Linked DNA regions of Mus musculus: all the other regions are linked to region 1. A link is a contact called in public HiCAR-type data. All regions are on one chromosome and are shown on one strand. Each heading gives the region's core, a stretch centred on a gene start, on an enhancer-like site or on the middle of the called end of the contact. The rest is flanking DNA. Distances are from core to core; before and after follow the strand shown. Region 1 holds the start of Dcbld1 (discoidin, CUB and LCCL domain containing 1). Region 2 holds the start of Ascc3 (activating signal cointegrator 1 complex subunit 3). Region 3 holds the start of Asf1a (anti-silencing function 1A histone chaperone). Region 4 holds the start of Sim1 (single-minded family bHLH transcription factor 1). Region 5 holds the start of Cep85l (centrosomal protein 85-like).

Region 1 (4,931 bases), core at 1,143-3,642:
TGAGAGTTTAAAGAAAATCAGCCTAACAATACTCTTTCGGTAAATATCCCAAACTTAAGTTTTACCTTGGGTGTGTGAATTCCCATACTTGTTTATGTAATCCAGACTAGCCTTAAATTGGAGGCAATCCTCCTGCCTCTGTTTCCAAAGTGCCTCAGCTAGTGGTGAGTGAGTGCTCATTTATTTTAAAGTCCCCAATACATAGGATGTTCCACGCTAAACCTAATGGCAGCACCGTCCATCAGTCAAAGGCAACAAGGTCTAAAATCTGAAGCTGGCTAAGAATCTAAACAACCATCTTCTGAAGTCCTCCCTTAGCCCAGGCTAGCCTTTTCACGTGGTGGACCTGCTGTGAGGCGGACTCACAGACTACAAAGCCAAGCGCCTTTCCACCACTACAATACCATCTTCAGAGGCTGAGGAAAGAGCATCAGGCATCCAGGCTAAACAGAGAGTTTGAAGCAGGAAGTCTGCAAAAGATCCTGTCTCAAACAAATAAACAAAAAGCAAGGAAGGAATATAGAAAGGAAAAAAAAATAATAATGAGCTGTGGCAGTTAAGAGACGCTATAGCTCCTGCAGAGGACCGGAGTTCAGTTCTGAGCATCCAAAGCAGGTGGTCACAACTGATTCTAGTCACAGGGGGCTTCTGGGCACTCACATGCCCATACCCACATTCCAAAACATAATCTAAAACAAAGTAAAAAAAAAAAAAAAAACCTTTAAGAATAGGCAGAAGCCAGAAACAAAACAACCAACTGAGCTGGATACAGTGGCACTCCCAGCACTTGGGAAGCATGAAGAGGTTTGCTATGAATTCAAGAGTGGTGTCTCAAACCGCAAATATTAATAATAACAAGAAATTCAATAAAAATATGTAAAATGGGGTTGCAAGGATGTCTCAGAGGTTAAAAGCACATACTGTTCTTTCAGGCTCACTTCTGCCTGTAGCTGCAGGTCCAAGAGACTAGTTGCTTATGGTCTCGGTGGGTATCTGCACTCAACGTGTACATCTCAACCCACACACAAATACACATCACTAAAACTAAATTTTCTTTAAAACCCACACCAAATAAATGTAGAATGTTACAGTTTCAAATATCGACTTGAGAAAGTGTCTTCAGTTATTAAGACATCCAATGACTGGAATATAGTTTGGTTGTTGAAAGGCTTGCCTTGCACAAGTTCCCGAGCGCCGCCAAAACTCAAACAAAACAGCATGTTTATAAAGCATTCATAAAACCTTACACAGTGCAATTCTAACACACGTTAGACTGTGTTACCGTAACTCTAAACAAAATAACTTCACTTTTTTTTAATGCTATCAACTTGCTGAATGTTTGGGTGAACGAATACATTGTTCAATGAAAAAAAAAAAATCCAGCGATGAGTTTAGCTTCGATTTCTGTTCCCCCAGAAAGCATAGCGGGGGCGGGGGCGGTATTCAAGTATTCTGCATAAACTCACTGCCATTAATTAACCCCAGTTACAGAGGAGCAAAGGCAGGAGGAGAGGAACAAAACCCGAAAAGGGTGGGGGGTGGGGGGGAGAACCCACAGAAAGGTGGCTCGTCCTATCCAAGGAGAACTAATTAAAGCAGATTAATGGAGTAGGGCCATGTAGGGCTGGGAAACCAGTTTCCTGCCTTAATCTGGTGGTCTGAGAGAAAATTCGGTGGCGCTGGAAGCCAAAGATCAGCTACCGAGGAAAAGCAGCCTGGGCCGCAGTCGACTCGCTCAAATACCCTTGAGGGACCAGAGTCGCAAGGTTCCAACTCCGATCACCACCGGACACGCGTGAGGCAACGGGGGCCCTGTTTGCAGTCGGCTCCGGGGCAGCCTCGCAGAAGAACCCCCTCTTGCAGGCAGAGACTAGGAGCTGGCGGGGCAACGCCGGGCGAGCACCCGGGGCCAGGCCACTCGCACCCGCCGGGAAGGGTCGGGAAATCTGGGAACTAAGTGGCCGGCCGGGCGGGGACACCGCGAAGGCAGCCGGGGAACAGGCGCCAAGCTGCCGGGCTCGTTTATGGGGGGGAAGGAAAGAGTATCGGGGCGCGATCCGAAATGCACCCTCTGACTTCAATCCATCCCCCGCCTGGCGGAGACCGCCCGCCTCTCGCCAGGCTCCCCCGAGGCCCACAACACAGCCCTCCCGGAGCCCCGAGTCCCCCACTCACCCAGCTCCTCCGCCTGCAACCGGAGCGGAGCACACACGGCGAACAGCAGCGCCAGGACACTCGGCCCACCAGCCCCGGTCCCCATGGTCCCGCCGGACTCCAGACCCGCAGGATCGGCCTCCCGGCCCGGCTCTACACTGCCGCTGCCCGCCTAGGGCAGCCTCCTTCGCGGCCCGGCCCGGCGCGGCGCGGGCACACGGCACAGATCCCTCTGGGCGGCCCGCGCCCGCGAGAGGGCGTGTCCTCCCCGCCCTGCCCCGCCCCGCCCCGCCCCCTCCCCGGGGTGATCAGCCGCACCACCGGTCTCCCAAGGGGGGCGCCCAGTTTCCCCCTCACCCCACCCCGCCCCCGCGCCACCTGCCCGGATTCACTAGAAAATGAAAATCAAAAATTCACCTGGCACGCAGGCTCGCCAGAGCCCGGGGGTTCACCGAGACTCCGCCCCTCTGGCAGTTTGTCAGCTCTACCCTAGAGCTGGTCTGCCAAGGCTATGCAAGGCATCTGAAATCTGATGGGATGATGGCAGTTCAAGTCCATTCATTCATTCATTCATTCATTCTCTCTCTCTCTCCATCTCTCTCTCTCTCTCTCTTCATTCATTCCGTTGTTTAACTCAACTTTCTACGCGGCTGGGTGCTTAAATTCACTCGGCATTTGCAGAGCTTAGAAATAATCGCTCACTACAAACTGCAGTCTGTAACATGGACAGTATATTTGGAGCACATTTGGAGAGATCTAATTGGATGGTGAAAAGGCAGCTGGGAGCAAAGCGAGAGTAAAAGACAGAGAGCTGAGTTCGTGCCCAGGTTGTTCAGAGGATTAAAGGGCGGGAAGGGGCCAGTTGGAGCTGAAGCTCAGTAGACAGGTGGGTGCCTGGCCAGATGTGGGAAAAGACGTGCAGAGTAGGACCAGTAAGAGATATGTAAACTGCAGAGTCCCCAGAGCAGTCTGGAAAACTTCAGACTGAGCAATGTTTGAGGCGCTCTCTGAGGTGGTGGGAAAGTCTTGAGATTAGGTTCGATGGACCGCGGAGGAGTTTAGAGCCCATTACTGGGTCGTTCAATTGGAGTCCTGGTCGTCAAATTGAACAGAGAAACGGTTAATACTCGTTTTAAGGACTGTCACCTTTAGGTCCCCCCCGTGACTTTCCTCTGCGTGGCCACAACCTTAGCTCTAACTCACACACCACCTCGTGGCCTCTGGGAATTATTACATCTAGAGTGCGTCGGGGTGGGGTGGTCTCGGCAGCTGAGGAAGATCAGACCCTCCAAGGCCAAGTGACCTTTGGAATTTTCTCCAACTCCAAGCCTAAGCTGACAGGTAGGATAACTTTTTGCCTTAAAAATGTTTTGTTGTTTTGAGATTGAGGTTTATCGTCTGTGTTCTGAGGGCTTCTCTTGTCTTCCTGGCTGGTATTGAGTAGTTTGCTAAGTAGCCGGAGGCTGACCTTGGAACTCCTGAACCTTCTTCCCCCACCTCTGAGATAGGGGAATACAGGCAGGCCTTCATATCCTGCCTGGTTTACACTTTAACTTTTGAGATTCCAAGTGTGATTTGGCAGTGGACTTTGCACCTTCCTTTATGGCAACCTCAGAGGAAAGACTTACAGCTTTCCAACTGAGCCTTTCTTAGATCTGAGTGTAGAGCCAGTCTCTGACTGGGACACATTCGCTTGCCTTCATGTTAACTCTTCCCCAGTTGTCATAGAGAGGAAATAAATATGTATATGTCCTGGCTGGTTTTGTGTCAACTTGACACAGCTGGAGTTATCACAGAGAAAGGAGCTTCAGTTGAGGAAATGCCTCCATGAGATCCAACTGGAAGGCATCTTCTCAATTAGTGATCAAGGGGGAAAGGCCCCTTGTGGGTGGGACCATCTCTGGGCTGGTAGTCTTGGCTTCCATAAGAAAGCAGGCTGAGCAAGCCAGGAGAAACAAGCAAGCCAGCAAAGAACATCCCTCCATGGCCTCTGCATCAGCTCCTGCTTCCTGACCTGCTTGAGTTCCAGTCCTGACTTCTTTCAGTGATGAACAGCAGTATGGAAGTGTAAGCCGAATAAACCCTTTCCTCCCCCAACTTGCTTCTTGGTCATGATGTTTGTGCAGGAATAGAAACCCTGACTAAGACAGTATATAAAGATCGGGAGTGTAAAGGATGTACTTAAACAGTAGGCTTATCTTCAAATCAAAAGTAAATATACTTTTATGAAAATACTGAGTATCTTCATACACACCGTAAAAATTTACCTCAATAAGGAAACATTTGCTAGCTTCACCTTCTTTTCTTTCAAAAAATATTTTTTTTATTTTTTATTTTTTTATTTGGGACAGAACCTAACTATGCAGCTCTGGCTGCCCTGGAACTTACAGATATCCACCTGCCTCTGTTTTCCAGGTGCTAAGATTAATTTGGCTACCAAAACCGACGGTTTTTTTTTTTTCTTTTTTGTTCATTTTTTATCTTTTTAAATATTTTTACTAGGTATTTTCCTCATTTACATTTCCAATGCTATCCCAATATCCCAAAAGTCCCCCATACCCTCCCCCTCACTCCCCTACCCACCTACTCCCACTTTTTGGCCCTGGCGTTCCCCTGTACTAGGGCATATAAAGTTTGCATGACCAATGGGCCTCTCTTTCCAGTGATGGCCGACTAGGCTATCTTTTGATACATATGCAGCTAGAGACAAGAGCTCCGGGGTACTGGTTAGTTCATATTGTTGTTCCACCTATAGGGTTGCAGTTCCCTTTAGCTCC
Region 2 (4,931 bases), core at 1,175-3,674, 1.6 Mb after region 1:
AAGGGTAACATATCAGCCTGAGTATCAGATATTTACATAACGATTCATAACAGTAGCAAAATTATAGTTATGAGGTAGCAACGGAATAATTTTATGATTGAGGGTCACCACATCATGAGGAGCTGTACTAAAGGGTTGCTGCATTAGGAAGGTTGAGAACCACTGGCTTAGAATGACCCATAGTGATGTCATATTATCTCAGAAAGAAAGAGAAACATGTCTTCTCTTATACTAAGCTACTAGCTTAGTGCCTCCCTCCTCCCTATCTCCCCTGAGTGTGTGTGTGTGTGTGTGTGTGTGTGTGTACAAATGTAAACATGCGTTCGGTGAACATATATAGAAGATTTAATATTAGGTGATAAAGGAGAAATGAAATCAAGTAATAGACATTGTAGAGCTTTTTTTCCATTTTAATTGTTATTTTTTTCATTTTTTGTGGGGAATAAGTGAGTTAAAATATATGTGCTAGTGAAAATGTAAAATTCAACGTAAAGCTCTACAGTTTCAGAATTCTCTAACTGTATAATACCTCCGTTGAGGTGGAGACTTCAGATATGGCTCATTGTTCCTCATGACATTTATTTACAAGTTCTTTGTAATGAAGTTTTGGGAGTACTTCATATTTTGGGTTTTCAGATTTGGAATTCTCAGATTCCTTATTGTCTCCTCTGTAATTCTTCATTTATTTCTGGAGATGTTCATGAGCTAAAATTTTAACTGCGCATACTCACTTTCTCAAAGTTGAAAACTGTACTTATACAAACTATCCTCAAGAAAGATGTATTAGAGTAAAAAGTTTATTCTGTTACCATATAGGCTCTTTATAAAAATGTTTTGTATGTAGACTTTCTATATCCTATGCCAGACATGAGGTATCAATACAACCAATGTAAATACTAGAAAAAAATGAAAACGCTTCCAGCCAGAAATTTGTTTCCAATTATTAATTTAAACATCCCTTCTAAAAGAGTGTTTGCTAGTTAACTATACAAAGTTCTGTGAGAACAGGGACTTTCTATGTCCTACACCTCCCACAGTGCTAGGGAATGAATGAAGAGTGAACAAATGAATGAATTAATGAATGAACCAAGTTTTTTAGAAAAAATTATTCAACAAGGATCAAGAAAACTAAGTCTTGCAAAATTAATTCACTCATGTAAATAACACTAAGCTACACTTAACTGACATCTCTATGAATATTTTAATGCAACACAGTATTATCTTTGTGGATGGCTTACTTATGCAGTGGGTTTCATAGAATAAAGTAATCCTTTTTTTTTTTTAGGTTTTTTTTTTTTTTTTTTTTTGAGGCAGTGTAGCCCTGGCTGTCCTAGACCAGGCTGGCCTCGAACTCAGAAATCCGCCTGCCTCTGCCTCCCAAGTGCTGGGATTAAAGGCGTGCGCCATCACGCCCGGCGCAACACCAGTATTATAATCGTCATGACGTGAAAAACTAAATACAAAACATGAGCTAGAGCACGTCCAGCCTAGACTCAGAAGCGGAATTTGAGAACAATCAAACTCAGAAAACAAACGTTTCAGCTTATGAATCTGAAAAGGGGGTAGATATAGTTGACTGTTCTAATTTTTATCCAGGAACAACAACAACAACAACAACAACAACAACAACAAAAACCACACCACAGGTAGCAATTAGACTGCACTTGTGATGCATATCAAACTCAGTAGACTGAACTTCTTTCTTTTAAAGGTAAAGGAAATTACAGCATCCTACCAAGAACCACTTCATCTACCCCCTTAGCATAGACACTTCTTTATTTAAAAAAAAAAAAAAATACATTCTAGAGTCCTCCGATTGTTAAATTCACCCACTGCCCTGAACTCCAGGACCCAAAGCACTCGCTCCTCTGTGTTGTGGGGGAAACCCAACCCAACAGATGTAGGCGAAGAACGACGTTGCTAGGAATGTGTAATATAAATAAGGGGAGAGGGAGGAGAAAAACAGGTTAAGCCTAGAACAGAAAATTTTTCATCTTGTGGCCATTCTGTCCTTACACGTGGGCAATCGCGCTGGAGTTTTCACCCCAACCCCCACCTACAAACTTAGGTGAGCCGGGACGCCCAGCCGAGGGATGACAGCTCGGTCCACCCGCGCTCTTCCGGACTCTGAGACCAGCCCCGCCCCGCCGCACACTCGGGCTCCGCCACCCGCGCCCTCCCTCTCCCTAGCTCACCTCAGCCCCGCCGCCACGCGCGCCTCCGGCCTCCTGGAGGTTTGCTTCCTCTTCTCACTCCGGCGGAGCGGAGCGGAGGGCTGCGCCCCGACCTCCTCCGCAGCACACGCGGGCCGGCGGGGGTCGCTCGCTGTCACGCCTTAGCGCGCGAGGGCTGCCCAGCTGGCACTGACCCACAAACCCACACACCCGCGCCGAGCGACGGAGGGGCGGGGCGGGCGCCGGCCATACGTCACCGACCGCGACGCCAACGTCGCCACGTCAGCACCCGGCCGCCCTCGGCCCCGCCCATGCGGGGGTTGGCGTCGGGTGGCGTACACGCTAGCAAGTTTCAGCTCAGTTTTAGTGGTCCGACTCTTGGTTCCCTCCGGCCGACTCCCTAATCCCCGCTTGGTTCTGATAATGGCACCGAGTAATTAATTCCTATTGAAGGCAGAAACCAGTGAGTCACAGTCCCGTGGTTACTAGATGGTTCCGCCCACCTGCTCTAGGCTCAAGTTTCGATTTCCCTGAGTTTCATTATTCTCCACTTTGTACTTCTGAAGTTGTTTCTGACCTTCGAAACAAAACATCTGACGATAGCCTGGTGCGACTGGCAAATTTAGAAAAGCTAGCCTAAAAAAACTGCATTGTTGTTAAGTTTGAACTGATGAGCGAGGATACAGATGTGGTATGCATTGTCATCCTACCCTTTCAGCCCATTCTTCCCGAGACAGTTGTCCTAAAACTCACCAGAACCCTGTTTTATAGAAGCAGCATTGGTTGAATAATAAACATAACTTGCCAAACCCACTGGAAGTTCTGTATACCAGACTGAGGTAAGAAGACCTCAATAGCGATAGAAGCATTTCAGAAATTAAAATGAGATAACGCAGATGAAAAGAATCATGAAGTATTAATGAAACTTGGTAAGATTCACTAAGAGGAAAAGTTACTGGACTGTCAGCAATATGAAAGACCCATCTGGTGATAAAGGTTTGTCTGGTATGACCTGAACTTTATGAGGAAAACAAACAAAAACCCTTCACATTCTGAGAGTCCCTTCTAATACAATCCAAGGAACTAAATGCACTGTAGAAGCAATATATGACCATCACAGTCTCTACATTTCTCTAAGTTCCCAGTCTCTACATTTTCTAAGTAGATGCTGAATGCTTACATAATAGGGATTTGGGGGGAGGGAGACGCATTTTAGGAGAATTACTGGCTGGTTTTGCTAAAAGTTAGTCCAGTCGCATGTAGCCTTTCAAGCGTTTACAGTCTAACTCATTTTATCACCAAACTACAACTGGTGATCCCAAAGACTCTTGGTCTCACTAGAGAAAGAATTCTAGGAGAGATACAGAAGAGACTTAAGCAAAAGCAAATTCATTATAGTAAAAAAGCAGAGGCAGATATTCCCAAGTGGGAAGGCCACCTGAGAATCCAAGCAGAGGTGATGTGAGTGGCATAGAAATATTTTGCTAATCTGAGATACATAATTGTGGAATTTTCAGAAACAGAGAGAGCATTTCCATGAAGCAGGCAGGGAAGGAAGAGGGGTTTGATCAAACATAGAATTATAGTACCAAGATTGCAATTTTGGAACAGCATGTATGTTAAAAACCGCAACTATAAATAAGATGCTAATTAATTTCCAGCTGAACTTTTGGGTCTCAGAGTCTCTGCAGCATGCAGATATTACTTGTATAGAGTACAACTGAAAGTAATATCATCCTGGCACTCAATCGAGCTAGATGAAGCCATCACTGTTGGGTTAGATTTATGTTTTATTTTTCACTCTCTCCTCTACCAGTAAATGAGACAAGATAAATAAGTAAAAAAGAAAAATGAAAGGAGTCTACATAGATAGTTTAGATTATACCCAACAGAGTTCCAGAGGATCAAAAAGATGAAAATTGAAAATGTACTACCTGACTCTCCTGTGCTATGCTCAAGCCACTAGCCAGATTTGGCTCTACAAAATAGAAATCTGACTTATTGGAATTAAGGTTTTCAAAATATATGCCATATTTTGAAAACTTAACGGGAAGGTGATTGTAAGCTATCAACTTTTTATTTATTTTAGATAAGCCTTTGTACATTGAGCCAAATGAAATGTAATTATTTCAGCCCTTACTTTTAAAATGTATATCTATAAACTTTAAAATGGTGCAGGTGACTTAAATTATACTTCTACATAGTACCAGAGTGGAAGGAAATAACTTCACTAGTTTCTTAAGAAATACCTTTGAACTCCTTTATTTTCTCAGGGATGTTTTTCAAATGTTTACTAAAAGACAATCTACTAAAGATGGCTCCTAGTTTGGAGAAAGAAGAATGTCTAGAAAGTTTTTTAACAAAGCTAAAAGCAAATGCAATCTGATAAATAGCAACCCTCCTGCCTATACTGAGAGGTTATTTCAGTATTTTTGTTATTTTCCATTTATCTTTGTGTGTTTGTGATATGTATGTGTGGGCACATTTGTGTGTGTGTGTGTGTGTGTGTGTGCGCGCGTAAGTCTTGTTGATACCTGAAACATTTTCTTCAGGACCTTTAAGTCTTTTCTTATGAAAGGAGCTGATAAAACTATGGGAAAATGTTTAGATACATTAGTCCAGCCACTAATCTTCAAACAGTAATATTTGTGCTTACATGAAGGCTAAGCAAAGTCTGTTAAACTTTTAAGCTTCTTCCTTGTACATCTTGCTACTTTCACAATGACAGCCAGGTTTTTATGACTTAATCCTTGATAT
Region 3 (4,931 bases), core at 1,718-4,217, 1.4 Mb before region 1:
CTTTTAAGCCTTGCTCTTTCTAGCTTTCAAGTAATAGGTTTCAAGAGTATAGAAGAGAGTGGATAAGGACAGGTAATGGAGAGTGGGTTAATCCAGCCTTACTAAGAACAAGGGACGGGCACAGGTTGAGTCTGAGTGCGATGCCATGCTTATTTATCAATGTGTTTAGAAGCCGGTTTCTCTTTTCTATGCCTCTGTATTCTATGAGTTATGGTGAAGGGCTGTGGCTCTACAAGAGTTTCAATCTGAAAATTATCCATTTATTTTAAAAGTTAACTTTTCCATTTACTCATGGTAATCCCAGCCAGAAAATATCTCCATATGTGGTGGAAGGGATACTACCAAGGAAATTTTAAGTTAATTACATTGTTGGGAAAATCTGTGGTCTAGTAGAAAATATACAGTCTTTGCAATCAGAACAGGCCTGAACTTTCAAAGTATAAAGCCACAGGGTCAATTTTGATGCACTGCAAGTATTAAGCCTTAGAAACTGAAGGAGGGCCAATTAAACGTATAGGCTTAGTGATCAAGCATAATAAAGCCCCTACTTAAAGTCTCTTTAAAAATGTTTAAGTGTGTTTCTGTATATATGGGTACTGATGTGGAGGTCAGAGGACAACTGGTTGGAGTCAGTTCTCTCCTTCTACCAAGTGGATTCCTGACAATAAGGAGGCTAATTGGTACGTTGGAGGTAGACACAAATCATAAACTCAAAATTACCTGTAGAGGAATTTCTACGTTGATCAGTAACTTAACAAGTCACAGTACAACAAAAGTATGGGCCCTAGAAACGAGCTTCTGCAGGGTAAATCAACGCCCATCTCCTTGCTCCACAGAGCCTCTAGATGGAGTAGACAGGAATGGCACCTTTGTCAAGGGTTCCTCTGCAGCTTTGGAATGACTCAGCTTAAAATACCTTAAAATAATGGTGCGCTGGTTTTGAATTGTACTAGAGGAAGGCATATTCTTGACTTGAGTAATAACACTGTTGTGAAAGGATCCCTGTTTAACATGGAACCCTGTTTGGTTTCTGTGGGTGGCTGGTTTCGAACTATCCAGTGTAATGACTCTGTAACAATATCCTAGAGCCTATCTTCCTCATACAATGTGGACCTAAAATGGAAGCCATCATATGAGAAACACCTGTAGTGTAAAGAACTTCTAATGCCTCGAACACTGCACTGAGTTAGGATGGACTCAGCCATGATCTTACTTTATATTTGATCATTTGTATATAAATTGGCAGTTTGAAAAAGAAAATTAAAATCAGTGTTGGGGTTGGAAATAGGTCTGATGTGGAAATGCTGTTACATTTCAAATGGAAAACACCCTTACACTTACATTAATCATCACAGTCTATTCAGAGACTACTATATTTTAATGTTTAGTCAATCTTCAAAATATGTCCCACTCACTAAATGTATGCACGTTATAATTTACATACGTATTAAAAACAGCAGGGTACGTTTTAAGTGATGGTTAGCCAAAGGAGTGAAGAGAAGGGGCTGTGACTTCCTTTTTACAATTTTTAAAGGTTTATTGCAATGGTTTTTATAATTAAAGTTAACATTCTACATGAAGTACATTGAAGAGATTATAAACTTTTAAATTAAAAGAGAAATTCTTTTCGTCATGATTAGGATAATACAAGGCATTTTGTCGAAATACTTTCAAGTCCCAAGATGTCCTCCTAGTTAACTAAAATTTAACACCAATGAAGTTAAACTTTTTGTTTCAAATGTTGAAAATGAAGCATTGATTTTAATAAAATCTAAGAAAAGCGTTAAGAAGCCATATTTTAGCTTTCTAAGTTCTGTATTACCTCACTATTTCGCATTTTTTAAACCGTAAAATGTACTTCAGAAAGGATTTTGCCTTCTATCTCCCAGCTAACGTTTGCATTTTCTCCATCTGCTTGGACGTGGAGTTATTTTAATTGCTTCTTCTTCACACGTTCTGGAGAAAGTCTTTCAGACTTTCTAAACGCCAGAGAAGTGCCTGGAATTGGTTAAGCACCCTGCTTCTGCTCTAGGGTGCCATGGAACTTCCCAGCCCCTCACCATTTCTCTCCGAGAGGTCTCTGTCCCCGGGGAGAGGCGGCGCACAGCATCCCGGGCGCCCGCGGAGAGCACGGCCGCCCCCCGGGAGCCAGGCGCCGAGGGGCCGAGCCCAGCGCCCGCCTTCCGCGCTGGTTGGTGGAGGGAGCCGGAGAGCGGCGCGAGGACAGCCTCGGCGGGGCTCGGGCGGGAAGGCGCGGGCCCGCTCGCCCCCGGCGGTCCGGAGCAGGCGTCGTGCCGCCGGGTAAGATGGCTCCGCTTCCCACCGGCCCAGCTTGCTCCCCACCGGGCCGTGGGGCCCTGGGGCCGCCGAGGCCGCACGACCCCCCGCCAGCGCCGCGCGAGCCGGGGGCCGCCGAGCGCCGCCCGCCGCAGACAAAGCTGACAACATGGCTCCCTCCGCCCGGCAAGTTGCTCGCAAGTTGCGGCGCGGCCGGCGTCCCTCAACTTCAAGTTTCCCTCGCATGGCCGCCCTCCCGCCGGCCGCCGGCCGCGGCCCACCCCGCGCGAGGCCGGGCCGGGAAACTTTAACGTCCGCCGCCGCAACTGACAGCCCGGCGCCACTCGCTCACCTTCAGACAGGTCCTCGATGCACTCGAAGGTGATCTCGAACTGGAACGGGTTGTAGAAAGGCGACGGGTTATCCAGCACCACTACATTGTTCACCTGAACCTTTGCCATATTTTGAAGAAAACACAAACAATGGGGCCGGGGCTGGCGGCACCACCGAGTCCCGCGCGCGGCCGCTCCGAGAGCGCAGACCCCCGCCCCGGCGCGGCGCGGCCCGACGTCGTGCAGCTGCGACTTGAGAAACTTTTTTTTCCTTTTTATTTACACGGCGGCACTCCACGGTGTTTTGCAGCTTTCCTATTTCACTAAACTACAGCCCATTCTGCCCTGATAACTAGCAGCGTTGCCCGCGATTGGCTGCCCCCGAGCTCTGACCCTCCTCCTCCAGCGAGGGCCGCGGCGGCGAGCAAGATGGGCTCCCGCTCGCAGAACGGACGGGAAACTTTCACTGCGGCTCCACCTGCTGGTGCGGACCAGGACAAAGGCGCAGAACAAAGTGAGTGGAATAGGGGCTGGGAGGCCCGCGCGGAGGCCGCCGGCGGCGGGGGAGGGGCGACGCAGGCCCCGCCCCCGCCCGGCGGGGCCGCGCCACACGTCGGGCGTGGCCGCGGCGGGACGGAGGGGGCGGGACCCGTGGGGTGGGCGGGGCCGGCGGTGGAAGCAGGAGGGCGCGAGGCGGCCCCGTGTGTGTGCGCAGCATGGGCCTTGGGGTTTTTCGGGTTTTCTTCCAGCCTTTAACGCTTCCCCCACCAGTGCCGGCGGCTTTGCTGGCTCTGCTGGATTTAGCAGATAAGGTGTGCTTTGCAGCCCTTGTCAGGCCCAACTAGCTGTCTGTGCTTCTCGCAATCGTAATGGTAGAGAATAGGGAGAAGGGCTGGTTGCAGTGGGAATAAATTGCATTTTTATAGCCCATGTCAGCTCGAAAGGAGCAAGCCATTTTGGAATTCAAGTTCTTGGCCACGACAGTGCGGTGAAATAGATACAAAATGAGGGCGGGGTGATTTTACACACACACACGCAGGCTAGAAAAAAAATATGCGATCTTCAGCTGCATGTTGGATTTCTTCCCATTTAATAACTGAAAAGATGTAAAACAAAACAAAAAAAAAGAAATAAAAGGGGGAAAACGTGATCAGTTACAGCGAGGCTTCTGTTGTTGGGGGGGCACAGAGAAAGAAGTCAAAAGTCGAGAAAATGGAAGTGTCTGAAGGCCAAAGGACAACAAATGTATTTTTGGTGGAATATGAGAAAGGAGAAAGCACAGATAACATGCCATTTGCTCTTCAAGGCATTTATAACAAACATTCATAAGTGAAAAAGTGCAGCACACCAATTCTGAGGAGACCTTCCATGCCTGTGACGCCTGTGAGACCATTTCAAGGCTGACTGGAGGAAAAGTTGCTTGTTTATGGTACTTAGCCACTGTGGGTAGACTAGGAAACAGGAAACGGAAACCTAACACCTTTGTGAATGTGAACTGATTCTTTTTACTGTGGAGGTGTTACTCATAAACCATTGGGTTCTTTTCTTTTTCCTTATAAATGAAACTACTAAACTATTCAATAAAATCCGGAGTGAAAATTATGTCTTAGTATTAATCTGCAAGTGAAGTTTCTGCTAGTGTGCAGAATTTAATTAATCTTCCTTGGACAGGTTGAGACTCAACTGGATTGCTGTGGATGATCTGTCCTTGTCCGAAGACCTTTAGTTATCATGAAGCAGGGCCTTCCATGTTTAAGGAGATTAAAGTGGGGAGAGAGCCACTTTTATTGTCAGTACGCTGGGCAATCGGTGTCCATCAGTTCAGTCACCATTGTTTTTGTGCATCAGAGTAAAAGTCACACTGTGGTAGTAGGCAAGATGACCATGGCTGGTAAATAATACACGTAGCTCTTATTAACCCTAGTTTTACATGATGTTAGCCAAGATAAAGGAAGCAGTGAGGTTGTAATATGCAGTTATGGCAGGCACCCTGGAGATTCCAACTGACTTATCAATGTGCTCTTATGTGCTTTTTACATGCTTCTTGCTGTTAGACCAGAAGTGTGTTATAAACTATAGAAGACTCATTTCTAGTGGATGTACATACACACACACACACACACACAAGCATGTATGTATCAGGGATTGCTTGTTTGTTTGTTTTTTGTCTCTTGTTTTTTTTTTTTAAGTGCCGTATATAACAGTATTTGGAGGAGGGATCTTCCCATTTTCCAAGCGCTATCTCCAGCACTCTCATCTTGCCCCTCTATGTTATTACTGCTCATCAAAAAATTTTAAGAAAAAACTTGGTCCAATAATTTT
Region 4 (4,931 bases), core at 1,604-4,103, 1.3 Mb after region 1:
ATCACCAAAAAATTACAGAGATGTAAAGTGTTCAGTTCACCCCCAAGCTTAGGTTGAACCCTAAGTAAAGGCTAAACCCAAATTTGGCACCACCTGCAGGTAGTGCCTGGTTTTGCGGCTTGTCACTCTTTTGCTCCTTTGAAAACCGCTGAGTTTTGTAATTGTTTGCCGTTGTTGTTTTCGTTAATACAGTAAAGGGGTGTACTTTAGTACTTTCGATTTAGTGTTTTTGAAGCTCAAACAATCTCGAAATTAAAACCTCATCTCCAGGTGCCAGCTGTTCTGACGATCCTGTCTAACTCATCGAGTGGAGTCTGCGCGTGAGTTATGAACTCCACAGAAGCTAGCGAAATAAATGATGTGCCCAGAGTTCACACATGGTCCATCCCCGCCCCTCATAAACTCACACTCAGAAGAGGGGAGAGAGGAGAGGTGGGAGGGGCCAGAGTTCGGTGAGAGAGGACTGTAGAAAGCACTGTTAAAGTAGCCAAAAGGGATGGCCTAGCTTGCCGTCCAGAGGACCTCATAACGAGAATATATTTGAGTCCTTCTATTTCTTTATAACGCGATTTTTAATTTTTAAGAATTAGCGCCTTCAGAGGAAAGCTTCTTCTCTTAAAATACAAAAATAAAACAAACAAAAATATCGAGCCGGATCCTCTCAGAGCCCACCCCGAGTCTGCACTGAGCAGACTAGGGCCTCTGGCCTTGTGGGTTCCCGGGCTCTGTTTGTGACTGCTGGGGAAATCAGCCCTCTATTCTTCTCCTGCGGTTATTCGCTGCCCCACTAGCAGCACCATATGCTGCTTCTGATCAAACAGCAAGCGACATCGGCACCAATAATTGACGAGACCCACTAGAAATCACGCAGAAAGGGAGCCCACTGAGACCGCAGTAGCTGACAAATCACTGCTAATAATCCTGTTAGGAACAGCGCAACAGCGGAGTTCGAAATAGCTTTATTTTTATAAAGTAGGCGCTGACAGTATAAAAGACAGAGAGATCTCTTTTTTAAGCAGAAGGCAGTGTGGTATAATGGTGATTCTCCCATCAGCAAGTCTCAGTACAGTTTGGGTCAGAAGTGTGATTTTTAGTTTTTACAGCCTTTCTCCTTTCTCCTAAAAAACAAACCAAGACAAAAGAAAAAAAAACTTTCTCGCTATTCTAAACTGTAATTTCTCTCCTCCCTGGATTTCAGAATGAAAAGAGATGTTCAAGGAACTAACTATATAATACTACTGATGGGTTTGATGATAGAAATAAACTATTTAGAAGGTTTGTGTGGTAGCCCTGGCTAGTTTGCAGCCCTTTTGCAAGTTTTGAACAAACACCAAGTGAAGGAAAACTTCATTCCCAGCAAAAACTAGCCCCCCCCATCAAAAAATAAGATCCCTCAAACACCCAAAACCAACAACAGGTCAAAAAGAAGTTCTCATTTGTCTCATTTGTAAATAAACAAACTTCTTTCTCTAGAAGTTTTGTTTGTCTAGTAATCATTCTTTTACATTCTTAAAACTTCCTCCCCTAACAAAATATTTTTCTATTCTGTTTGTTATTTGGTTGAGGAAGGGTGAGCAAATGGGAGATCAAAGAGCTCCTTCCCTGGAGAGTATTCACGTTTCCTACTAAGTAGATATGAGTTCACACAAGACTATGCTCTGGGAAGTCCGCTCTTCCTCTCACAATGAGTATTAGTAACTGAAATTCCAACTTACAATCCTATCTGCTGCTGGTATTCTAACTTCTAGGCCCTATGAGAGTTTGTCTCGATTTGTCAGCCACCACTGAGGATACATTTCTGTCTGCTCTACTTTCCTCAAATCTTGACTATTTTGAGACAAATTTATGATTTTACAGATAACGCCAAGGCCAGAAATGCAACTCACAAAGCTCCGATTTAAGAATCTCTGGACATCTTAAAAAATGAGAACCAATTTACTATAAACAGCCAAGAGACTGGCGGAGTCCAGGCATACTGTTCGCACACACACGCCTGCCCTCGCGGAATTGTGGCCCTTTTGATAAATTATTATCTAGCTTACCTAGCACTATGTTTATACATCTAATCTATACCTAGCAAAAATAAGCAATTGGGCAGTACTCCTGATTTCTATTGGATACATGTCTGACTAGAGGAACAAAAAGGAAAGTCATGTTTGGATTAGCCGTGCTTTCAACTGAGCCAAATGTTGATAAAAGCACTATTGGGTTATTTCCCAACCAAATATATCGAATGTGTTGGAGAGAGAAATACGGGGAAGAAGAGAAAGACTAAGAAAGGCAGGGAAAGCCCTTTGGCGCTGACTGATCAAATAGCTTGGTTAAATTTCCCTTTTCAGAGAATGTAACCCACGCCGGTAAACACAAGTACATTTCTGTGCTGCTGGGGTAGGTTTACTCCTTCGAAATTCAATCTAGGCACAGACGCTTACCTTCTGGAAAGACCACTCTCATTTTGAGATAGCTGGTCGTGAGTCTGATGATGGATGCTTTGTCCAGTTGGGAGGTGATGGCTGAGGGTAAAGGCAGTAATTTAGCCAGTTCATAAAATTCACTGTTTTCTTTCTCCCTCCTCGTTCGGGCAGCATTTTTAGACTTTTCTTTCATCGTGTCTCGGGCTCCCTTTCTTCTTACAACGTAAACTCCACAGACTCATCCAAAACCAAAAGTTAACTTTCAATTAGAGATCACACTCGGTAAAAACATAACTTTAAACAGGAGGCTGAAGTTTGCTCCGGGAAGACACGAATGATGGACAGGGCAATGCGGCAAACAAAATACTTTCTTGAAAACGTGAGGTGTAAGTATAAAAGAAAGCTGCTGGTTCACGGCAAATCCGGGCAATCCTTTGGGACTCTAAGTATAAAATGCTGGAAGGACTCCCGAGGAGCCAACCTTTTCATCTGATCCGCGGTAAGAACCCGGGTCCTTGGGAAATCGACATAATAATACCCGACGTTTGTTTTCCAACTCCTCTGGTTCTGAGCTGGTTTGTAGGAAACAGGAATCGCGGGTAACTTCTTTCAGATCACTACGAAGACAAGAACACCAAGGAATAAGACATCTGTGGCTAAACTCAAACCCACTATAATTCAGCCAACCGGGCCCCAAAGGGCCTCTGCGCTCATACTCTGCTCGTCACAGCCCTGGGTATTTAAAACTTGGGCAGGTCGGTCCCGGGACAGGCTGGGCTTCCGCTCGCCGCGGCCGGGATGTAGCACCGACGGCTAAATGCGCGTCTGCGGAGAGCTCGGCCGGCCGTGCGCGCCAAGCCAGGCTATCCAGCCGTGCAGAATTCCTCCACTGCCCCGGACTCCGGCTGCCTCTCCCCGGCGGGGTTCACGTCTGAGGGGTTCCTGGAGAAGTGCTGCTTATGCATCAAACCCCCGGGGACTCCCGCAGTTGCACACAGGGCACCGCAGCGCAGAGTTAACAGGTGGCACGCGCGACAGCCCCTCGTAGGCATCACCTGGAGCTCTTGGCTCCTCACCTACCTTACGTCCTCGAGAGCCGCGGAGGCTGCTAAGGCTCCCGCCCCCTAACTGCTTTCAAGCCTGCGCGCTTGCGGAGCCTCAGCGGCAGCCTCCCGGCTGTCACCCGCAGCCCGCAGAGTGTGCCTGGGCCACCTTCCCATGGGCATGAATGGGGGAGGGGTAGGTAGCAGCGGGAGGAGAACACAGGCTGGGGACAGGAGAGGTGTTTTCCGAGTCCGAGTCCTCCGTAGTGTTGGGAGCCGGTACTGTTCCTAATTGGGAGCCCAAAGCGCCCCCCTGTAACTTCTTTATAGCTTACCGGGTTTAGCTTCAACTTCGCTCCCAGGTTCCCTTTCTCCCGCCCTTCTCAAACGCCACTCACAAATTTTCTCTCTTCCTATTGGTCATAGGCAACCAAGACGCGGCGCTCATTGGCCAATCGGGGTGAGTGACGAGCATGCTCCCTGCTCCTCCTCCCCCCCCCCCCCCACGCGACTGGGCTCGCGGCTCGGGTCCTACAGTGAGCCTGGCAGCTCCGCTCCTAATGAGCCCCGGGCGCGGGGTCGCCGCTGCCCCGCTGCCGCCGCCGCTCCAAACCCCGAGGTCTTCGGCGTGCCGAGTGACACTCGCGCTCCCTAGACTCGGGTGTCTGCGCACAGCGTGCGGCCTTGCGGGGGCTGGCTAGCCGAGGCTCCAGGAACGCGTGCGAATAGCATCCCAGACAGTGGCCAGGATTTCCCCACGGCTGCGCGCCTCACGCCTGCAGGACTGGGTGAGGGAGAACGACGCTGGACTTATTTTTTATCCTGACACCACTGTGACAAAATTCATCGCTAGATGAAATAAATGCCCGCCTTTATTCCAAAAAGGGCAACGTTTTCGAAATGATTCGGGTTTGTGACTGATGCAAGATGACTAGGTCTGCTGGGCAGTTTCCTATGGGAACCAGCTAGTGGGTAGTCAGTCAGAAGAAGGATGTGATAGAAGAAGCCTAGAGTGTTGGAACAACTGACATATTAGACGTCTTACAGAGTTATTATCTAAACTGTTGGGCAACTCTGCGGACTTTATTTCGAGAAACAAAAAGACCAGCACGAATATTCCTTCTAGAGAGGACACAATAACTGAGTGAACCTGTAACGTTCCCCAACAGTTCTCAGACGAACTGTTCTCAAAGTACTGTTTCTGGGGAAAACTCTAGTTTAGAGACCCTCCTGTTCTAAGCGCTTTCTCTTCCAGTCATCTCATCAGAGGGCAGCAGATCGCGATGAAAAAAAGGCTAAGTTTCCCTTAAGACAATGAAAGCTTACAGACTTCATCCCGGGCCTTAGAAATCAGCAGTGCACCAGAAACCAAGCGCCCTGCTCCTCCTTTTGCCTCTGAGAAAATAATTTCTTTGAAGAGTCGTGTGCCATCCTGATACATGGCTCACCTTTAAGAATGTTCATTGAAAAATAA
Region 5 (4,931 bases), core at 1,617-4,116, 1.1 Mb before region 1:
CTGATTTTTTCTTTAGTGAGAAGTAACAGTTTTATATCTATAGTGTGTGTTTGTATTACAAACATTACAAAAAATATTAAGCAATGAAATTCCCACAGCAAATCTTCAAGATAGTGGTCTCTGTTACAATCCCAAATTATACGTAAGGAAATTAAAGCACACACTGTTCATGCTGTAATAGGCAGGCCACTTCTCTTCTGCTTACTATAGGATGAATGAGTTCTATGTGTTAGGAACCAAATAACATTTTCAAATCCAGCTTAGAAAAGTGTTCTTAGTTTTCATTGTTGAATGATCATTTGAGTCAATAACAATGTAAACAAAATTTGATAACTTGTGATTTCTCTTGTGGGAAAGCTTACAAATTATGTCATTGATATGAACTTGACACACCAGACATTTCTAGTTATAAAAATTTTAGACTTCATCCATACATCTTTGTCAATATTCTGGTAATCATTTTTGAGGAACTGTTGCAATTATTTTTTGTTGACAGTTTTTCCTATATATTATTCATCTTGTTTCATAAAATATATAGTTTTGCAAATTGAATAGATATTGACATTTACATTATGAGATTTTTATGATAGTATTAAAAAATCACCTTTACCCATTGTTATAACCTTTTTCAGCTTTCTTGCTGCTTGTCCAAACTGATAAGTTTGAATAAGGAAAAAGAAGTAAGAAAATCCAATGTGCCTCAAGGAAAAAAAAAAGTAAAGGAAATCAGAGTGCTCAACCCAAGATTCGAACCAACCTTATGAATGCACCATTTATCTTTCATCTAAAAGATCTCTTACTAGTTTATGTGCATGTGTTGGGCTGTATGAACAGGTGCCCCATGGTGCAGAGGCAAGAAGAGGGCATCAGAACTGGAGTTATAAGTGATTGTGAGCTGCCCTGTGTGGGTGTTAGGAATTTAATCCCAGTTCTTAACTGCTGAGCCACCTGTCCAGCACCAATGTCTTTATAAAATAATTTTTTCTTTAAAAATTTCACGCAATGGTTTTTGATTATATTCATCCCCACTCTTCCCCCTAACTCCTACCAGATGTACTCAATAATGTCTTTAACATTTTTTAAAAAAAGAAATTTGTTGGGTATTAATTTCATTTTTAAATATTTACCTATGTCTTCATTTTCCTCCTTCTTTCCTTTATTTTTCCTCTTCTTTCCTAGACAAGGCTTCATTATGTAGTTCAGGCTAGCCTTAAACTCTTCATGTTGTAATCCAGGTTTCAATTGGATTCCTGGTTTATTGGTTTCCATCAAGTGCTGGGATTGCAGGTATGTACTACTATGCTGTGCAAACATTTAATCATTTATATGAAAGTAAAGAATTGCATCTATCTCATTAGCATACAGAGTGTTTTCATCTTTAATGAATGGTAAATTTGTATATGTAATAAATAATTTATTAAAATAAATTTATAATATAAGCAAACATTTGCCTTGAACACCATTTTATTTATCTAGTCATCCAGTGTTGTATAAAAGTTTCTTGGACAAAAGGGGTTATGAGGTTGTGAGTTTTAAATGTTTAAGAATCTCTAAGCGACCGGAACCTTTCTTTCCTTCTTACTCCCTCCCTCCCTTTCTTTCTTTCTTCCTTCCTTCCTTCCTTCCTTCCTTCCTTCCTTCCTTCCTTCCTTCCTCTCTCTCTCTCTCTCTCTCTCTTTCTTTCTTTCTTTCTTTCTTTCTTTCTTTCTTTCTTTCTTTCTTTCTTTCTTTCTCCTTTTTCTTTCTTTCTAGAAAGCACAGAGGAGGCTAAAGCAGGAGAACCAGGAGTTTGAGGGCAGCCTGGGTTACACATCAAGTTTCCAGCGAATTTGGGCTTTTTGTTAAACTACAAATTATGAAAAGATGTATTTGTAGATATAGTATTTTTACTTTCGATATTTTTCTTTGTGGAACTGTTAATGTTTTTTTCCCCATCCTTTTCAACTGTCAATAAATAATTAGATACATTTTAGATCAGATAAAGAGCCATCTCGTTATATTTTCATATTTCTGTCACCTTCTAGCATCAGAATCATTTGACGGTTGACCAACATCTGAAGATTTGGAGAAATATCTGCAGATCTACAGGAAGGAGACTAGATGTATAACCACGGTTTGGTACATTTCAGCAAATGTGGTGAGTTATAGCACACATTTTTAAATGTAAGCCTCACAAGCTTTAAGTAGTATTTTACTTGAGGATACATCAATATTAAGCTTTTGTTAGCAGTTTCCACATTAGGAAAAACATCACTGGACTCAAAGCCTAAGGAACTTATCGTCTGGGTTACTTCTGATTGGCATGCTGAGACTGCCTCCTTGTACAGTGGTTGACAGTGTTTAGTTTGTATCTAAATATTCAAATGATTATATTGCCAACAAGAGTAATTGCAAGAGGATGCTGTATTCCTTTGTCTTTTCTCAGGATGTCTGTTCCTAGGAAGGGTGGGAAATAAAGTGGAGCAGATGTGGGAGGCAGGGATGTCCTCTTTTCTATTCCCACCGTGATCCATAACCGGTGCTTGTGGAACGCATGACAACAATTTTAATTCTGATCTCCATTCTGAGTCAGATGGCTAGCCCCACAGCCCCTTGAAGCGGTTGCAGGGACAACTCGCACCTTTTATAACAACTGTGCCCCTAGAAAGCACGTATAGGAAGACAGGGTTTGGGATTAAATTATGGACCCTCTCTCAGCTTGAAGGTAACAGGATGGAGAAGTAGGGAGCGGCTTCAGGATGATCACCCGCATGCTGTTAGCAATAGGTTTTTGGTTCGCCAAGAGTCCCAGGCCCCGCCTTGAGGCCCCGCCCTCTGGGCCCCGCCCCCAGCCCCATCCAGGCCCCGCCTGTCCTGGCCCGGCCCGCTGCCTAAGGTTCTGCCGGGCGGAGGGGGCTGAGAGAAGCCGCAGCTGCAGATTCGCTTTGAGCCCCGGAGCCTGCGATCGCGCCGCCGTCACCGGGGAGCTACTAGCTTCCCCGGCCCGGGCCTCAGCGCAGCCGGCTGGGCCATGGCAGCCGCCGCGCTCCGGGGCCGTCGCTGAACAGCCGTTAAGCCCCCCGCCCGGGTCCGGTCCGCGCTGCCGAGGCCCAGGCTCCGCTCAAGTTTCCGCCCAGAAGCCGAGGCGACCGCGGGCCCCGAGCTCCAGGCTCGCCCGCTCGCCCGCTATGTGGGGCCGTTTCCTGGCCCCGGAGGCTGGCGGCCGGGACAGCCCCAGCGGGGCCCGCAGCTTCCCTGCGGGTAAGGAGGACTGCGGGCGGGTGGGGTGACGGCCGCCAGGGCTTCTCCGGAGTCCGCGCCCTAAGGCCTGCGACCCCCGCGGGGTGACAACTCGGCTCTTCTGGGCCGCTCGGCCGGGCTTTGTTGTCCCTCGTGTGGTGTGCGTGGCTGCCCCACGCGGGACGCGGGCGGGAAGGTCGCTGCAGTGTCGCCCGCAGCCACTGCTCCAGAGAAGCTGCTGAGGACTTGGTCGCCGATTGAGACCCCCGAGGGGGCGGCAGCTCTTAGAAAGCAGGTCGCATGGCTGCCAGGGCTCTCCTGGGTCCCATCAGAGCCCAGCCGCCTTCGAAACGGGGCTCAGGGAAACTGGGGGGTTGCAGCTTTGCGGTGGTGGTTGTAGGGACTGTTAGAATCAGACAACCATTTCATGCCTGCATCACCCAGAAGTTGTGTAGGAGCCACTGAATTATAAATCTTCCCCTAACGTGGAATAGAACAAGAAGAGTTGGCTTGACCATGACAAGTTATCTAATGATGACAGTCTAAAGGGCTCTTTAATCTGAACTGAATCATGAACCCCTTTGAAAAGCTGAAAGATACATAAATTTTTTTCCTTCTCCCCCCCACCCCCCAAGAGAAAAGGGCTACTTATTTGTACGCAGAATTTCTCCTAAAAATTTAGGTATTTTGGGGACCCATGGGTGGTAACCCTGTTCTACAAAGTGTTAGAACTTGACTTGTGTAACTTAGAGGCAGTTGTGTACCTTTTGCAAAACTGTTCGAAAAGAAGCATTTTGTAGGAGTCCTTTTGTGGTATTCTCTGCCTTTTTGAAGATACCATGCAGGCACATTGCTACTGAAATTTTGAACAATGAAATTCTGTGACAGTTTAAATTCTAAACTATCAGTAGTTCTCAACCTCCCTAATGCTGCGAACTTTAAAAGTTCCTCATGTTGTGATGTCCCCAAACCATAAAATTATTTTCATTGCCACTTCATAACTGTAATGTTTGCTATTGTTATGAATTGTAATGGACGTAGTTGAAATGTGACTCTCATGAGGTCATTTGACGTCAAGGGGTCGCGCGACCCAGAGGTTGAAAACCATTGGTTTAGAACTGTAATGTCTGTATGTCTGTCTCTATGTGTGTGTGTATATAATGTATATAATGTATATATATATGTATGTATATATGTCTCTTACACCTTATTCTTTTATACCCTCCCATAATAGTTTTAGAATAGAGATTAGAATAGCTGTGAATTTAGTAACAATATATGCAGGGAATTACTTTCTAAAATATTTACTGGTTGCCTTCAAGAGTAGACAGACATTTAGAGGTTTCTGATGCTTACCCAGTTGTTGTGGGGCCTGGCCTGGAAGTGGCTTTAGTGATGGAGAAGGTACTCATCCCTGGGGGCCAAAGAGAGTGATTTCCAGCTATCCATATATGTCAAAACCCATCTGTGATGTCTTTGTAACCTAACCTCTAAAATCTTACTCTTGGTAATGGCCCTTGTTGGAAGTACATCCCAGAAGCATTGTATCCAGTTTTCCATTGTTTTCTAAGAGAACATTTCAGAGTTAGCAGCTAAATAATTAAAAGGCTTCGATGTTACACTGCAGTTTCTAGACATTGACTCTTCCTAGAATATAGAGGAAGAAAATAATGTTTAGATTTAAGGGATTCAGACAAGATAAATCTTTATAA

The links. HiCAR-type assays count read pairs that join an accessible place to other places.
Region 2: a contact with region 1 is called in a HiCAR-type map of astrocytes, with 2.0 times the contacts expected there. The contact joins the promoter of Ascc3 here to the promoter of Dcbld1 in region 1. A contact is called at or near these places in 3 of 39 promoter capture datasets (cranial neural crest, liver and pre-B cells), 1 of 484 Hi-C or Micro-C datasets (LSK cells) and 1 of 115 datasets of contacts at active chromatin or transcription factors (astrocytes).
Region 3: a contact with region 1 is called in a HiCAR-type map of astrocytes, with 4 times the contacts expected there. The contact joins the promoter of Asf1a here to the promoter of Dcbld1 in region 1. A contact is called at or near these places in 2 of 39 promoter capture datasets (liver and pre-B cells), 1 of 484 Hi-C or Micro-C datasets (cardiomyocytes) and 2 of 115 datasets of contacts at active chromatin or transcription factors (astrocytes and large pre-B cells).
Region 4: a HiCAR-type map of astrocytes shows a contact between it and region 1, with 2.0 times the contacts expected there. The contact joins the promoter of Sim1 here to the promoter of Dcbld1 in region 1. A contact is called at or near these places in 3 of 39 promoter capture datasets (cranial neural crest, liver and pre-B cells) and 1 of 115 datasets of contacts at active chromatin or transcription factors (astrocytes).
Region 5: a HiCAR-type map of astrocytes shows a contact between it and region 1, with 3 times the contacts expected there. The contact joins the promoter of Cep85l here to the promoter of Dcbld1 in region 1. A contact is called at or near these places in 1 of 39 promoter capture datasets (pre-B cells) and 2 of 115 datasets of contacts at active chromatin or transcription factors (astrocytes and pro-B cells).

What each region holds. Positions count from the first base shown.
Region 1 is chr10:52,231,080-52,236,010 of GRCm38.p6, reverse strand. Dcbld1 (discoidin, CUB and LCCL domain containing 1) reads right to left here and starts at 2,392. Exons shown (of 11, transcript NM_025705.4): 1 at 2,176-2,392. The coding sequence starts at 2,260.
Region 2 is chr10:50,590,162-50,595,092 of GRCm38.p6, reverse strand. It overlaps Ascc3 (activating signal cointegrator 1 complex subunit 3), which reads right to left and starts at 2,424. Exons shown (of 42, transcript NM_198007.2): 1 at 2,196-2,424.
Region 3 is chr10:53,594,997-53,599,927 of GRCm38.p6, reverse strand. Asf1a (anti-silencing function 1A histone chaperone) reads right to left here and starts at 2,967. Exons shown (of 4, transcript NM_025541.3): 1 at 2,630-2,967. The coding sequence starts at 2,738. The region is part of intron 7 of Mcm9 (minichromosome maintenance 9 homologous recombination repair factor); the gene reads left to right.
Region 4 is chr10:50,893,573-50,898,503 of GRCm38.p6, reverse strand. Sim1 (single-minded family bHLH transcription factor 1) reads right to left here and starts at 2,853. Exons shown (of 11, transcript NM_011376.3): 1 at 2,433-2,853. The coding sequence starts at 2,607. A230054N11Rik (a long non-coding RNA gene) reads left to right here and starts at 3,970. Exons shown (of 2, transcript XR_871640.2): 1 at 3,970-4,931.
Region 5 is chr10:53,377,818-53,382,748 of GRCm38.p6, reverse strand. It overlaps Cep85l (centrosomal protein 85-like), which reads left to right and starts at 2,866. Exons shown (of 13, transcript NM_001204983.2): 1 at 2,866-3,240. The coding sequence starts at 3,168. Gm46225 (a long non-coding RNA gene) reads left to right here. Exons shown (of 3, transcript XR_001779770.2): 2 at 1,180-1,287; 3 at 2,025-2,163.